5 separate regions of the Mus musculus genome follow, and regions 1, 2, 4 and 5 are each linked to region 3. The links are chromatin contacts, called in public HiChIP or PLAC-seq and promoter capture Hi-C maps. All regions are on one chromosome and are shown on one strand. The core of a region is the stretch at or near the end of the contact, and the rest is flanking DNA. Distances in the headings are between cores, read along the strand shown.

Region 1 (2,700 bases), core at 162-2,661, 360 kb before region 3:
TGACTTTAAATGTGGTTGTTCTCCTGTTACTAAGTGGCCAGGCCCATAAGCTTCCACCTCAGCTTCTCTGCAGTCCAAAAGAATCGGAAACAGAAATTAGAAAAGAGAAGTGGATGACTGGATGCTTTGGTCAAGTCAAGGAAAGAAAGGGTCTATTTTTTTCTCCCATGTGCCTGTGAGAGTTTTACAATGTATAGAGACCTATGGATGTAGCCAGCAGATTTGCAGACTCAGCTGGAAGACTCCTTACTGCTCCTTTCCTGGGACTGCCTCCCCTGCTCCATTCTTAGCTATGGAGGGGCAAAGACGTCTCTCTTTAGAATTAGAGTACTCAGCCCATTATCAAAGCACGAGATCATAACTTTCTCATGTGTATTAAAGTTAGAGGAAGTTGGTTTTGAACTAATTAGAAAGTCACAACATATTCTGTAGCATTCATAGCTTCTTTTAAATCAAACTCACATTTAGAAATCGATGCATATCCGGGCCCAGCAACAGCACAACTATCAGAATAGCATTTTTTTCTTTGTTGTTTGTGGCAATAGAGATTTGATATATAGCCTAGAGTGCCTTCTACAGGGCCCAACCAGCCTTGAACTCACAATGATCCCCCTGTCTCAGCCTCCTGAATCCTGGGATTATAGGTATTTGCAACTAGGCTTGACTATTAAAGAATTTAGGAACAGATTAGGTGATTACATCAACGGTGGGGTATCCTTCTATTTAAGGTTCTACAGCCTGTATCCACAGGTGAGTGTGTCAACAGGAAGTTGACATGGCAGCTTTTCCTCATCATAAGAGAAAAGAAATCGTGGCTGGCCTTCTCAGCTCCAGAGAGGTAGCATTGGATATCTTGGGTTCAAAGACCTCAGCCACTTCACTGTGTGAGTTTGGCAAAGTTACTTAATTTTTTTTTTTTTCTTTCTATGCCTCAGTTTCTTGTCAGCAACTGGGGAATAATTACCCTCTTCTTTGTAGGCTTGTTGGCTAATTAAATCAATTCATAGGATGTTTAATGGCAGTTTACTCTAAATTCAACCAGGCATTTTTTTCAGTGAGGCCAACACTATTTAGACAAAATATCTCTTCTTTGTGACTTAGTATAAAATTATCAGAAGCAAGTAGCTGGCATGCAGATAAGACTGGGGAGTTGTTTTAAAGAACACATTCTATTCAGGTGGCCTGGCAGGCCACTGTAAACATCAGGATATTTAAGTAGGAAGTCAGAGCCCATTGTGGTCCACCAAATGGATGTCTAGTCAGTGTAACAGAGCCACAGATTGCTATCAGCACAACAGAGCCGCCTCCTGTTCCTTTCGGCCGATCATTTCCTCTATTGAGTTGAATGTAAGAACCACCCACTGGGCGTGGGTCTCAGCATTATAGGTTTTTAGGTCAAACCAAAACCCTGGGGAATGCCCGAGAAAGCCAAGCAAATAGTTACATCTGCTCAGACCGGATGACATAGAGCGACTCTGTTGTGTGTAGCCGACTCCACACTTGAGTGACATTCCCCGCTGGAGCACTGGAGGAAGCCAGGAGCATGTGTGATCTGGTGAAGAACTTGGTTCAGAAGTTGCTAAAGATTTTATAGAGGCTGAGGGCTCTGCGTGAGGCCTTGGTTCTTCCTAAAAGGCTGAGCTGTGGGCCCTGTCGGGTGGCCTTCATCATAATCTTCACATAGCCTGCCATGGATGAGATACAGGAACCTCTAGCCTTGACTGTGCATCTTCTTGCCGACACTGGGAACGGTTTGCTTCTGCAGCAGGCTCTGGACCAACTACTAGAATGTATCTGCCCAGAGGTGCGTCTCTTCCTGGTGTCTGAACGTGCCAGGCCAGTGAACTACCATGAAAAGTACCACCCGCGGAGGGCCCGCTTCCCAGGAATGTCTGTTTTGCTCTTCCTTCAGGAAAGCCTGGGACAAGAACGGTTGTTTCGAGTCTTGGACTTCCTACGGCGTTCACCCTGGCAGGGTTTCCCTACCCAGCATGCACAGGGGAGGTCTTGTTCTTATCTCCCTGCCAATCAGGAATTCTACAGTCTGCACAACCAGATGCCAGTGTGGGGCATGAGGCCAGTGAATTGTGGCACTGATATCCTCAGGGTGACTCTGTACTGCAGTTTTGATAACTATGAAGATGCCATCAGACTCTATGAGATGCTTCTACAGAGAGACGCCACTGTGCAAAAGAGCGACTTCTGTTTCTTTGTCCTCTATGCCACCGAGGGCTTCAGCCTGCAGCTCTCTCTGAAGCAGCTGCCCCTGGGAATGTCAGTAGACCCCAAGGAGTCTTCTGTGCTGCAGTTCAGGGTTCAAGAGATTGGGCAGCTGGTGCCTCTTCTACCCAATCCGTGTGTTCCCATCAGCAGCGCGAGGTGGCAGACTCAGGACTATGATGGCAATAAGATTCTGCTGCAGGTATTTCATTTCGTTCATTTCTGGGGTGTACCAGGTTTAGTAGGGTCAGATCCAGGATCCTGGGAGCTCAAACAAGCTAGACTTGGCCGTCCATCTACAGCAGGCCAATTAAAATGACGAATAGTAGAGGAAGACAGAGAAAGAATTCAAAGTGGCTACATTGAACAAGTGAAATCACCCTCCTGTCGCCACTCCCCTCCCCCATGAAGTTTAAGTTTAAATAGAGGGCAAGAAATATGCCTAAGCAGTCCTGGTCAGGGTGTGGTCCCAACCATAAT
Region 2 (2,700 bases), core at 194-2,693, 310 kb before region 3:
TGTCAAACTCTGGGCTTGTGGTCTAGCAGAAGCATAGAAGAAGTGTGGGTGTCCAATGCCTCTTCATTATGAGCGCTAGCCAATTACTCTCAAAGTGACACTCGGATGCTCTCAAAGGGCTGGAGGAAATGATTTTTGTAGGTGCTTGTGTGTCACCTTCCCAGGACACTGAATCTACTGGAGGCAGGATTCACAAATGAACCTGGGTTGTTTACAAACGTTCCTTCTGTATATGTCATGGCCCTTCAGGTGGACTTCCTATACATAGTACAGTAGATTTGAATATTTTGAAGACCCCCGGCCCCCAATAAGAGAATCTTCCTTGTGACCTTTTCCCTTAATCTGGAACAGTAAATACCACTCCTGCTTTTGAGGTTTGAAAAACCAGAAAAGGATAAAGACAGAGACAGAGGAAGGGCAGAAAACAGCAAGTGGTGTTTTCTCACAAAGAAGGGGAAAATTAGGAATGGCTGAGAAATAAGGTTGAAGAATCGGCTTTTCCGAGAGGGCTGATCCTTAGAAACTGGCTACCTAGGTATGTGTCACCATTCCGGAGAACTGCTGATACAACTGAGTACTGCTGCAAGTTCACTGACAACCACACCCTTTACTGCAATCTACCGAAACCCCACAGTTCACTCATCTGTTTAGACAGAGTACTTAAAGGCCACTTAAACAGGTGATGTGCACTACTATAATATGCCAGAATGCAAGCACTTCCTATAATCTTTGACTTAAAGCACATTCTAGAAAATGAAAACACCATGGACTGAATCTGTTCTTTCTTTCTTTACTTTAAAGCCATAAGATTCTTTTTTATTCTGCGCCTTGAATAACCACCCAGGTTGGGGTTTATCTCAGAGCCAAGGGCACAGTGATAATCAGACATAGCTAACAGAAAAAAACAAAAAACAGAAAAACCTAACAACAACAACAACAACAAAAAAACCCAACCAAACAAAAGAACCTGCCACTGATTCTGGGCAGGCTACACTCCCAACAACCTCACACAAAACAACAAACCAACCAAGCAATCAACCAACTAACCAACCCCCACATTCATGTTTCCAAGTGCAGGGATGGCATGAAGCTGCCCTCATCTGTTTTCACTACCAACAAAATACACCTGGGTAATTGTGATAAAGGTTACAGCCCCCTTCCCTTCTTGTTGGATGTAGCTTGGTATCCCCCCATCCCCCAACACACACACACACACACACACACACACACACACACACCAGTGTCATTCAAAGATAGGTCTGGCAAGTACTGTGCAATTTGCATGTTCTTCCCTTGGTTTGTATGCCTGGCACAAGCTTTTCTATCGTTTTAAGTGACAGAATTAACTAAATATGTATTTTATGGATAGGAGAGATCCCTATCTTGCCAGCTGTGACTTCTGTGTAATTCATGCAGGAAGGGGCTTCTTGGCTTCTTTCAGCCCTGAGTCACTCTTCAACCTTCTGATAAGGGAAGGTGACTGCTTGCTTTGTCCCTGGGACACTGGGTCTCTAAAAGGATTGGGGAATTTTTTTCTGAGGTAATTTTCCCAAGTTGGCACAATTGTTCTTACAGTTTGATGACCAACACAGGAGTCATCTGATCAGAGTCAGGATTTCACATCCATGTGGTAACTTCATCCCTACATTTTCTTAGTAAATTAAATGTTTGCACTATCATGAGGGTAGCTCTGATTTCATAAGTTTGGACTGCACGCCAGACATACTGATAGACAGTTGTATGTTAGTTACCTGATATAATAGCCCTGGGCCAGTTGTTCACAACTCTTCCTTGCTGAGACCCTTTAAGAAAGTTCCTCATGTTATAGTGACCCCCAACCATAAAATTATTTTTGTTGCTACTTCATAACTACAATTTTGATATTTGTGAATTGTTATATAAATACTGCTCTCTGAGGGTCTTAGGTGACCCCTGTGAAAGGGTTATCCAACCCTCAAAGGAGTCTCAACTCAGAGGTTGGGAACCATTGCTCTGGAGAGACCATTTTTATCCCTGTGGCTTTAGGTAAGAACACTGACATGCAGGAACCAATCCATCCATAGCCACACAGTTAACCTCGGCAGGCCAGCAGGGCTAGTGCCAAACCAGGCCTTCCTGGAGCTAATAGAGCCACTAATAGTAGCAGTCTCTCTTGCTAACACTCACTTTTTGAGTTTGACCAGTCAACCTATGTCTGTCCTTGAGCACACATTGGGTAGCTACTATTATTAATAGTTTTATGTAGCCATTCTGGTTGAAGTTCTAGAAAAAGTGACCAAAAAAGACATAAAACCATTTCTTTTTGATGCCTGATTTTGGAAAATTGATCCCTATACTTTTGATGATTATAATTTTTCCTTTTCCAAAGGCTACACATTATCCTTAGGCCAGAAAAATCTCAGTCTTAGGTGTGTGGATCAGAACTGTACATTTCATCTCTCCTACATGCCACTTAAAAAAAAAAGTCAGGCTGGCAAGATGGCTCAGAGGATAGAGGTACTACTTCCTGTTAAGCTGGGAAACACTTTGATTGCCAGGACCTACCTGGTAGAAAGAGAAAGAATATCAGACCCTGTAAGCTGTGCTTTGATGTCTCTTTGTACACACTCATAGACCCTGATGGCTGTTCTTGATTGTCCACTTGACTACATCTGGCGTTCAAGTCCCTGGGCACAGCTGTGGGGGATTCTTAGTTAATTG
Region 3 (2,700 bases), core at 141-2,640:
ATGCAGAGAAACCAGCAAGCTCTGTGCATCTGCCTTCACTCACACTTCAAACTTGGCTCTCTAGTATAGTGATTCTCAGTCTGTGAGTCATGACCCCTTGAGGGGTCAAATGACCTTTTCACAGAGATCATCCGGAAACACTGATATTTATATGACAACTCATAACAGTAGCAAAGTCACAGTTATGAAGTAAGAAGGAAAATAATAGTGCTATGGGGGGGGGGGGGCGCACCACAACATGAGGAACCATACCTATTAAAGGGCTGCACCATTAGGAAGGTTGAGAACCACTGCTCTAGTAGTTTCTTATCTGCTTCCCCTCCTATCTGTAGCACTGCACCCTAATCCAGTGCCTTGTGCATCTGAGGCAAGCACCCTACCACCTAGCCACACCCTCAGTCCCTAATGCCTTCATCTGGAAAGCTGCTCTCAGTTTTTCAAGTCACACACACACACACACACACACACTCACACACACGGGTGGGGGAGTGTCTGTCATGGACACAGCTGTGTCAGTGTGGTTGCTCAGAGATCTGAGTTGCTCTAGCACTAGGTGCAGTTTATTTCACAGCCCTAAAGAGATTTACGGCTGTTTTTTCTTCATTGGGGCCAAACATGGGGCCTGATAGGGAGGGCGTTGCACCAAAGGCAACAGAGACTACCATGAAAGTCCCTACAAACCTAACCTGAGCAGAGGACTGAAGAATGCAGAAAGGGACACTCAGGTAACAGACCATGGGACATAACAGCCATCTGTTGCTGGCCTTGGGTCTGATAAGGTCTCAGGGGCTGAAGGTGTAGGTTCAAAACACCTGGATCTTCGGAGCTCTGAGAGTACTTCATGCTATCACCACAAGCAAGGGGTCAGTTTTCTGCATGTCCTTGCTTGTCATGTGCCTAGGAATCCCACAGCCAGCTCATCCACTAAGCAGGGATAAGTTGACTCTGGGGCACCTGGAGGACCTGTTCTAGACCTCCACGTCCTAGCTCCGTTATTTCCATCACCTGCAGGATTGCACACTGTCACCCCCCCCCCAACACCCCCAGACGACGCGTCTTGCGTCTCAGGGGCACACCACTGGCTTCTGTGTCGCCCACTCCTCTCCACTCCCCACAGGCTCATCCGGACGATCCACGTGCAGCTCGACCGGGGGTTGGCGCCGCACCTCGAGCCCGGCGCGTCTGGCCGGAGCTTTCTGGGGACCCGAACCCCCCAACCCCCGCGAGAGGGCGGCATCTGGCGACCGCGGGTCGGGCAGGGGGGCGTCCTAAAGTCCCCTGCGGTGCAGAGACGTTGCGGCCGGCTGCCACACAAAGGCGGCGGCGGGAAGGCGGGGCGGGGCGGGCCGGGGGGCGGGGGAGGCAGGAAGGGGCGGGGGCGGCGGCGGCGATAAAGCCCCCGCGCGGCCCGGCCGGCTAGTGCAGTGGTTGCACGGGAGTGCGGGCTGCACGCGTCACCGTCACCGCCGCCTGTCCCCCACCGCCGCGCAGCGCCGATCTCCCTCCCGGTTTCGGCCGCCACCTGGGGATCCAAGCGAGGACGGGTGAGTAGCAGCTGCGGGGTTCCCGCTGCTCGGAGGGGAGCCGGGGACTGTCCCCGGGGCAGCACCGCGACCGGTTGCTGGGGCGGGAACTTTCTCGAACCGCCTCGGGCCCCGCTGCGAGCGCTCCTGGCTCCCGCGTCCCTGTCCCCGAGGGTTTGGGCGTCCAGGTGTGCCGGAGGCTGACGGAACGCTCGCCGAGCTCGGGGTGGGTCCAGCAGGACTGCAAACCGTGACCCTGAACCCGAGGCGACTGGGCACTCACGGGTAGCACCGACCCCACACTTTTCCCGTGCGCGGGTCCCTGTCCCGGGCGACCGGCTCTCACTTGTAACCTTTGCCTGTGCAGTGTGGAGGTGGGCAGCGGTTTGGGGAAGGACTTCAGTTCACACTGGCCTTTGCAACAGGCTTGTCCCTAGGATACAGTAGCAGCTCTTTGCGATTTCTTATTTATTTTCATCATCTGTGGACCAGGGAATTGCGAGGCCGGTGAGTGACTCCAGGTAAGGTGAAAGTACTCAGAAATCCTCGGAGGAATTAGGTATTTAATTTGCCCCCACGATGAGCAGAGAGGGAAAGCTGCTATTACATAAGACAGCACTCCACCTTCAGGTATTAGGGAAGGTGCTGTTGAGGATTTTTAGTGTTTTAATGAACAAAACAGAATCTCCGCGTGTCTCTCCAGAGAAATCTCCAAACGCCGCTGGATCTTGCTTTGACTACTTTGCTGGGAACGTTCTTATATTTAGCATGAACATAAAAAGGTGTTTGAAGGTTTAACTTTTCTCTTTCAAGCCAGGAGGCAGTTTACTTTTCTGAACTGTTCTAGAACAATTGATCTGATCATCTTGTACTTTGGAGATTTTGTATCTGAATGGGAATACAGATAATGGGAGAAATGTCAGCATTACCGATTTGTGTATCTGAAGCACACTTAAAAATTGAAGGTGCTTTGAACACTTTCTGTGGTTCTAAAACAATAATTATACCCTGTTGGCAACATTTAAGCAAAAAAAAAAAAAAAAAAAAAAAAAATCTCAAGAGCTTCGCCACAGATAATGGAACCGTCAACAATGGAGTTTTAGCTGTTTTTTTCAGAGTAGTGTTTGAAATTTTTGTTCAGCTAAGGGTGACTCCTGAAGGTCATGAGCCGATGTCA
Region 4 (2,700 bases), core at 115-2,614, 290 kb before region 3:
AGAGTACTTACTGAGCATGTGCAAGGTTCTGTATCCAATTTCCAGCACTGCCCCCACATGAAACAAAAGAGACCCGGGCCACAAAGCACACATCTCAGCATAAGCAAATAGAACCAAGGCTTGTGATGTTCCTGTCCACACTGCACCTTTCTGGGATCATGCTCATACTCACTTCATACGTTATTAAAAGGAAAATTAAATCTCTTCTAGATTTTCAAAACTCTGTGGTAAATCACCCAAATTTTATCTGCTGGGTATTTTGTTGTTGATATTGTTGTTGTTTTTCACAGAGGGGAAGCCAAGTTGTGAACAGAGTAGTTCTTTAGTGGGAGAGGTTGGGGGGAACAGCTTAGCTACTGCTTTGTGCAGCTCCTTAGAAGGGAACACTTCCCTCACACTGCAAGAGGGAGAAAGGTGCAGACGCGCTTTTCCCAGGAATGATGCCACTCGCCCCAAAGGAATAGAAACTGTTCATATGCTGAGGAGAGGGGCAGGGAAGGACTGTATCATAGATTAGGAAGAGTAGAGACTGTATGTCACAGGTCTCACTGTGCTGTGTGGCTAAAGCCTCCTTACCACGGATCTAGCCTAGGTGATAGGGTCTATTTTATGGGATCACTTGATGGCTTTCTAATATATGTTTTATGTATATGTGTTTGTGTGTGTGTGTGTGTGTGTGTGTGTGTGTGTGTGTATGTGTGTGTAGGGGGGAGGGAGATAGAGAGACAGAGATAACAAGAGAAGAGGAATCCATTTAGAACTCACCAAGTAAGCTAGGCTGCTTGGCCAGCAAGCCCCAGGGATCTGCAGACGTTGTGTCCACAGCACTGGGATTACCAATGCTGTGCTTGGTTTCTCATGAGTTCTGGGGATTGAACTTATGTCCAAGTGCTTACAGGATAAGCACTTTGCTGACAGCCATCTCCCCAGCCTTGTTAACTTTCTGTCAGCTTCAGACCTGTTTGACTTTTTCACTCCCTTTCAACATTCTTCTATGTTGTTGATAGTCCTGGTGCTGTTTGTATTTTGATGCTAATCAAGAGGGGCTGCCTGGGATGAGTAGTGAATCACATACTCAGGTGACTTCCTGTGAACCTTCCCCTAATGAATAAAGATTTCTAGGAACCAATCACTGGGGAGAAGTAGGCTCCCTGGTCAGAGAGGGGAAGAGGTGAGGCAGGAAAAAGTGTCTTGCTTTTGGACAGGAAGAGCTTGGAGGACAAAATGTAGCTAACAAGAGACCCCCATGGAAATTTGGAAGCATGGGGCTGGCACAGCAATGACCCACCATGGGAACTTAGTGAGATGGGCGGAGAGATTTCGGAGCTCTGGGTTAGAGAGTCTGCTGAGATGAGAGCAGGCCGGCGTGCCTGCTGCTGCGATGTTCTTGACAGTGTGGCTCCCCCCACCCCAACCCTTACACTTCCAGACTCTAGAACCCAGAGTGTTTTCTGGTGATTTATCGTGTGCTCACTTTATTGAGCTGTAATTTATATTCAGCCAAATGGCTACCTTTAAGAATTCTGCTCTGTGAGAGTTAAAAAAAAAACTTTACTATGGTATAATTTATATTCAATAAAATTAGCCATTCTTGGTACGAAAATCCTACATATGTATCAGAATCAAGATCCAGAACATTCTCACCACCCTTAGAACATGTCTTATAAGAATCATAACACTAAACAGCATTCTTGACCATAGATACTTTACTGAGCATGGAAGGAAGGAGGAAATATTTACTCATTCTATATTTAACAGTTAAAAATCTGACAATAGGCCTACAGTGATATTCTTAGCAGTATTATGAAAAAAGAATCACTGAGAATTTTGTCTTCAGCTTTCCAGAATGCCTGAATCAATTCCATGCCAGGGATAAAACTCCAGACCTAGGGCATGTTATCCCCTCACATTACCACTAGGGCAGAAGAACTATTTTACTTCTAAAAGGAAGAGTTTCCAGATCAGATGATTAAAAAATAATCAGAAACCTCAGGCTGACATCTGTCTTCAAGTATTTATGTAATCCTGAGCTTCAGAAGGGAAAAACTAGGACTCTGGGCAAGCTACTTTGCTGAGAGCACTTCTACGATCATCCCCACCCCCAGCTCCTGGGGGTATCTGACCTTCCGTGGGAAGAACAGCAGTAACAAACATTTTACTGTTGCATATTAATGAAAATCAAATACCCGGATGGGCAGGGCTCCTTGAGGAGAGGATATTTCCAGCCACTCTTCTATTGTTCTCCAGAGAAAGTTTGATGTTCAGATACATATATTAATGGGCCTAGATTTAGTGCCAGAACATGTCTGAAACTTCTGACGTAAGCACTATGCGTGTCTATAATTAAAATAGTGGTGAACACCAATATAAAGATTTACTGTGTGCTGGTTCTTTGCTTCCTTGCATATATGAACTCTAATATTTATAGCAACTCTGCATGGCAGATATGGTTGTTAGTAACAGTTTCCTGATGCATAAACTTGGGGATAGAGGAGATGAAATGACTTGCCCAAGGTCATTCACTGCCCAGCAGGCTTTCAAACCACAGAAGTGTGATGACTGAATCAGTGCCAGCTTCAAATACAGTCCACTCCACCTGCAACATAGCAGTAACCCTATTGCAATTCACACTCTTCAATTCTACTCTGACCCTGAACCAGGTATGTGCTGAGTTGAAGAGTTCTAAAGATTAGGAATCTA
Region 5 (2,700 bases), core at 102-2,601, 420 kb after region 3:
TGCAAATGCCACAAAACTTTCAAAGCCTTCTGAATAGCCTTCTCTTTAGTGCTTTCCAATGTATATTAAAATAATCTATCTTTCATCCCCATTGATTAAAGCCTTCTTAAAGCCAGAAAACTATATTCATTTTTTTCTTTTCCCAGTAGTTCACAAACTATCTGGCACCTCATAAGCATCATAACTCAGTTGGTGGGTAGATAAAATTGGAATGTGATTGTTCAGTCAGCAGAGACTTTTAGAGGACCTCATACAACAAGATTCTCTCAGTTCTCAGAAATATATTTCAGTATATACAGGGTTAGAGGACTCACATCTTTAATAAAATAAAGTTAAAAATTTAGACCTGTATAAATTATTAAGGTACCTAATCAAGTTCCACGGCAAAGTACAGCCATGGTTATGAATTATAAATCCAAGAAGCGGTGGGTTAACTCTGACATTGTTCCTTGGATGGTTCTCATTCATTGAAGTTAGTCACCTCAACTTACTCAACCAAAACCTAGAAGTATTTCTGTGGTACTATGTTCTCTTGATGCCAAGAGGGCTCTAGGCATATGAAAATCTCTCAATCTCTCTCCCTCTCTCTCCCCCTTCCACCCCCACTCTCTCTCTTCTAGCAGTAATCCCTCCCTTCCTGGTAGGCAGTATGTTTTTTGGAGCACAGTTTCTTAGCTATCTCTTGCAACACCTGATTTTGCTGAAGATTTGAATGGCCTCATATAGAAGTATCAACAACTTGAGCGTCTGTGAACTCTCATTTTGAACACTGTGCTGAAAGAATTGGAGTTGATTCTCATTAAAAAAAAAATTAAGCATCTCACCTTTTTTGCTCAAACTAAACAGTTTTAAAACAGTTCTGCCTGGAGTCATGATATGAAATACGATCTATCATATTTGCAATGTTCTGTTCAATTGTGGCTGCACCAGGAAATGAGAACGTATTTCTTTATAGGCACAAATAAAAAGATAGTCATTATCTGTAAAATTCTTATGACATGGCAGCAAGCCCAAGAAACCTTTCTAAACAAGGCGTGAAAACGCAGAGATGTCCTTGCAATTAGTCATGTCTATCTGACAGATTTCTTCCTTTCTAAGGGAATTTGTGCTGAACATTTTATTTCGAGCCTCAGAGATAAAAGAAGGGGGAAGAAGCTGTAGTTTTTGCTACATAAGACAGGTGGCGTAAGCATGCAACGCTTTAAAAAAATATCTAAAGTGATTGTTTTCTCTCGGATTCTTTGAAAAAGCTCGCCTGCGCTGGGGTTTGAGGCTGAGCCGGTGACGTCAGCGTGGAATGCGGAGTCAGGCGCCCAGGCTCTCTATAAGCCGAGGAGCTGTCCGGTGCTGAAACGGCCCGAGCCCTCACTCAGCGGCAGAGAGGAGCATGCTTGGAGCCTTCCACATAATATAAGACAGAGGTAAGACTGCTTTCTCTTCTATTTACTGGAAAGTTCTCATTTGAGTGTCCCTCCCTGTTTTCCCAGATGAGAGGAAAAAGACCGTTGGCAAGCTTATATTGATAGAATAACCGGACAACCTGCTGCTTTTTAGGCAAGGATACTCTATACGTGTGTGCCGAAATGAGGGGCTCTGTGATTTACAGGACTTGTCAGAGAATATGCATTAACTATAATGTTACTGAGTAAAACTGTATGCAAGGAGAGCAGAAAAGTTGAGAATTTTAACGTCAACATGCCGATTAATGTAAAGTTAACCAAACCTTATGTTTTGATTCTTTCTCTAATGTGTTCTTTTTCTCCCAAGAGTCAGATATAGAACCAAAAATATAATTTTATATGCTTAATAATCTTAACAGACAGTTTAAAAGGATTCAAATGTCATCAATCATATGAGTCACAGAGGCAAAAAATTTAGATTTGTTTTCTTTCTTTGATATTCACCTTAAGGGAACTCTGAATTAATTATTAATTATTTTATGAACTGGTATATTCCAGAAGGGCTTATGTTATTATGTGCTAATTTTAGTCTTGAGAAAGCAGCTTAGAATAATTTTGAACATTGACATTTTCCCCTTTTCAAAGATGAACTATCACTTTGTGGGAAAGGTTCATGTTACTAGGAATCACAGAGAAATGATAACTTTGAATCCAGGGAAGAAAATATATAGATCGGTATGGACTGTGATTGTAATTTTTATGCGTTGGTTGGAAAAGCTGATATGTTACTTGCTGAAGAGGTTGATTGAAGCAAATTTATTTTTGTTTATCCTAACTAGGTGGGTTGTTTGAATCAGATTTACTCACATGTGTTGATGGTTCAGTGTCAATGTTCCAGCTGATTTCATAGGAAAGATGTTTTTTACTGTAAGGGGCATCAATAATAGCTGTCTGAGGAGACACAATGTTCCTACCATTTAGACTTCAGAAAATTAAATTTTAAATCAAACACTGTGTAAGGTGTTAGAACTATTAAAGCCATCTTCACTGCTTGCAAGAGCAGCTCCTAGAGAAATGAAGTCCTTTGAGTGTTAGAAGCAATAACGGTGTCATCTAAAGTAAACCAGAGTCAGCGACGAGTCGGCCATGCATGTTAGGCTGTGGTTCAAACTGCAATGTGCATTCTTTCTCTAATTCTACAGAAAAACCTCCCTTCAAAGTAGTGGGTTCTCAGATAATCACGTAATCCATATGCTAAGATGTGTTAAGAGTATGTCAAGATAATGATCTTAAAGCAAAT

The links. Promoter capture Hi-C pulls out the DNA fragments that hold promoters and counts their contacts. HiChIP or PLAC-seq counts read pairs in DNA pulled down with a chosen protein or histone mark. Capture Hi-C pulls out chosen DNA fragments and counts their contacts.
Region 1: a contact with region 3 is called in a promoter capture Hi-C map of adipose tissue. The contact joins the promoter of Fam124b here to the promoter of Serpine2 in region 3. A contact is called at or near these places in 1 of 39 promoter capture datasets (stem cell-derived epiblast-like cells), 2 of 115 datasets of contacts at active chromatin or transcription factors (embryonic stem cells and stem cell-derived neural progenitor cells) and 1 of 9 other capture datasets (adipose tissue).
Region 2: a contact with region 3 is called in an H3K4me3 HiChIP or PLAC-seq map of neural progenitor cells, with 35 read pairs. The contact joins the enhancer-like site here to the promoter of Serpine2 in region 3. A contact is called at or near these places in 4 of 39 promoter capture datasets (the 3T3-L1 cell line, embryonic stem cells, frontonasal cranial neural crest and 1 more), 8 of 484 Hi-C or Micro-C datasets (the HL-1 cell line, embryonic stem cells, gonadal supporting cells and 4 more), 13 of 115 datasets of contacts at active chromatin or transcription factors (astrocytes, embryonic forebrain, embryonic limb bud and 5 more) and 1 of 9 other capture datasets (embryonic stem cells).
Region 4: a promoter capture Hi-C map of stem cell-derived epiblast-like cells shows a contact between it and region 3, with 2.7 times the contacts expected there. The contact joins the enhancer-like site here to the promoter of Serpine2 in region 3. A contact is called at or near these places in 2 of 39 promoter capture datasets (neural stem cells and stem cell-derived epiblast-like cells), 1 of 484 Hi-C or Micro-C datasets (nephron progenitors) and 8 of 115 datasets of contacts at active chromatin or transcription factors (bone marrow-derived macrophages, embryonic forebrain, embryonic stem cells and 2 more).
Region 5: a contact with region 3 is called in a promoter capture Hi-C map of stem cell-derived epiblast-like cells, with 4 times the contacts expected there. The contact joins the promoter of Scg2 here to the promoter of Serpine2 in region 3. A contact is called at or near these places in 4 of 39 promoter capture datasets (the C10 cell line, embryonic stem cells, pre-B cells and 1 more) and 1 of 9 other capture datasets (adipose tissue).

The regions. Positions count from the first base shown.
Region 1 is chr1:80,212,655-80,215,354 of GRCm38.p6, reverse strand. It overlaps Fam124b (family with sequence similarity 124, member B), which reads left to right and starts at 1,411. Exons shown (of 2, transcript NM_173425.3): 1 at 1,411-2,422. The coding sequence starts at 1,691. All of the region lies in intron 1 of 2310015K22Rik (a long non-coding RNA gene), which reads right to left. All of the region lies in intron 2 of LOC108167342 (a long non-coding RNA gene), which reads left to right.
Region 2 is chr1:80,170,689-80,173,388 of GRCm38.p6, reverse strand. No RefSeq gene overlaps it. Among named protein-coding and RNA genes, the nearest start is that of 2310015K22Rik, 36 kb to the left of the region's middle. Within about 2 kb of position 1,443, at least 13 of the 459 cell types and tissues checked have an H3K27ac peak or open chromatin away from gene starts, as enhancers often do. A contact at or near this core is called in the HL-1 cell line, where this site is marked.
Region 3 is chr1:79,857,355-79,860,054 of GRCm38.p6, reverse strand. It overlaps Serpine2 (serine (or cysteine) peptidase inhibitor, clade E, member 2), which reads left to right and starts at 1,390. Exons shown (of 9, transcript NM_009255.4): 1 at 1,390-1,544.
Region 4 is chr1:80,149,210-80,151,909 of GRCm38.p6, reverse strand. No RefSeq gene overlaps it. Among named protein-coding and RNA genes, the nearest start is that of Gm23934, 15 kb to the right of the region's middle. Within about 2 kb of position 1,364, at least 5 of the 459 cell types and tissues checked have an H3K27ac peak or open chromatin away from gene starts, as enhancers often do. A contact at or near this core is called in stem cell-derived epiblast-like cells, where this site is marked.
Region 5 is chr1:79,438,677-79,441,376 of GRCm38.p6, reverse strand. Scg2 (secretogranin II) reads left to right here and starts at 1,351. Exons shown (of 2, transcript NM_009129.3): 1 at 1,351-1,421.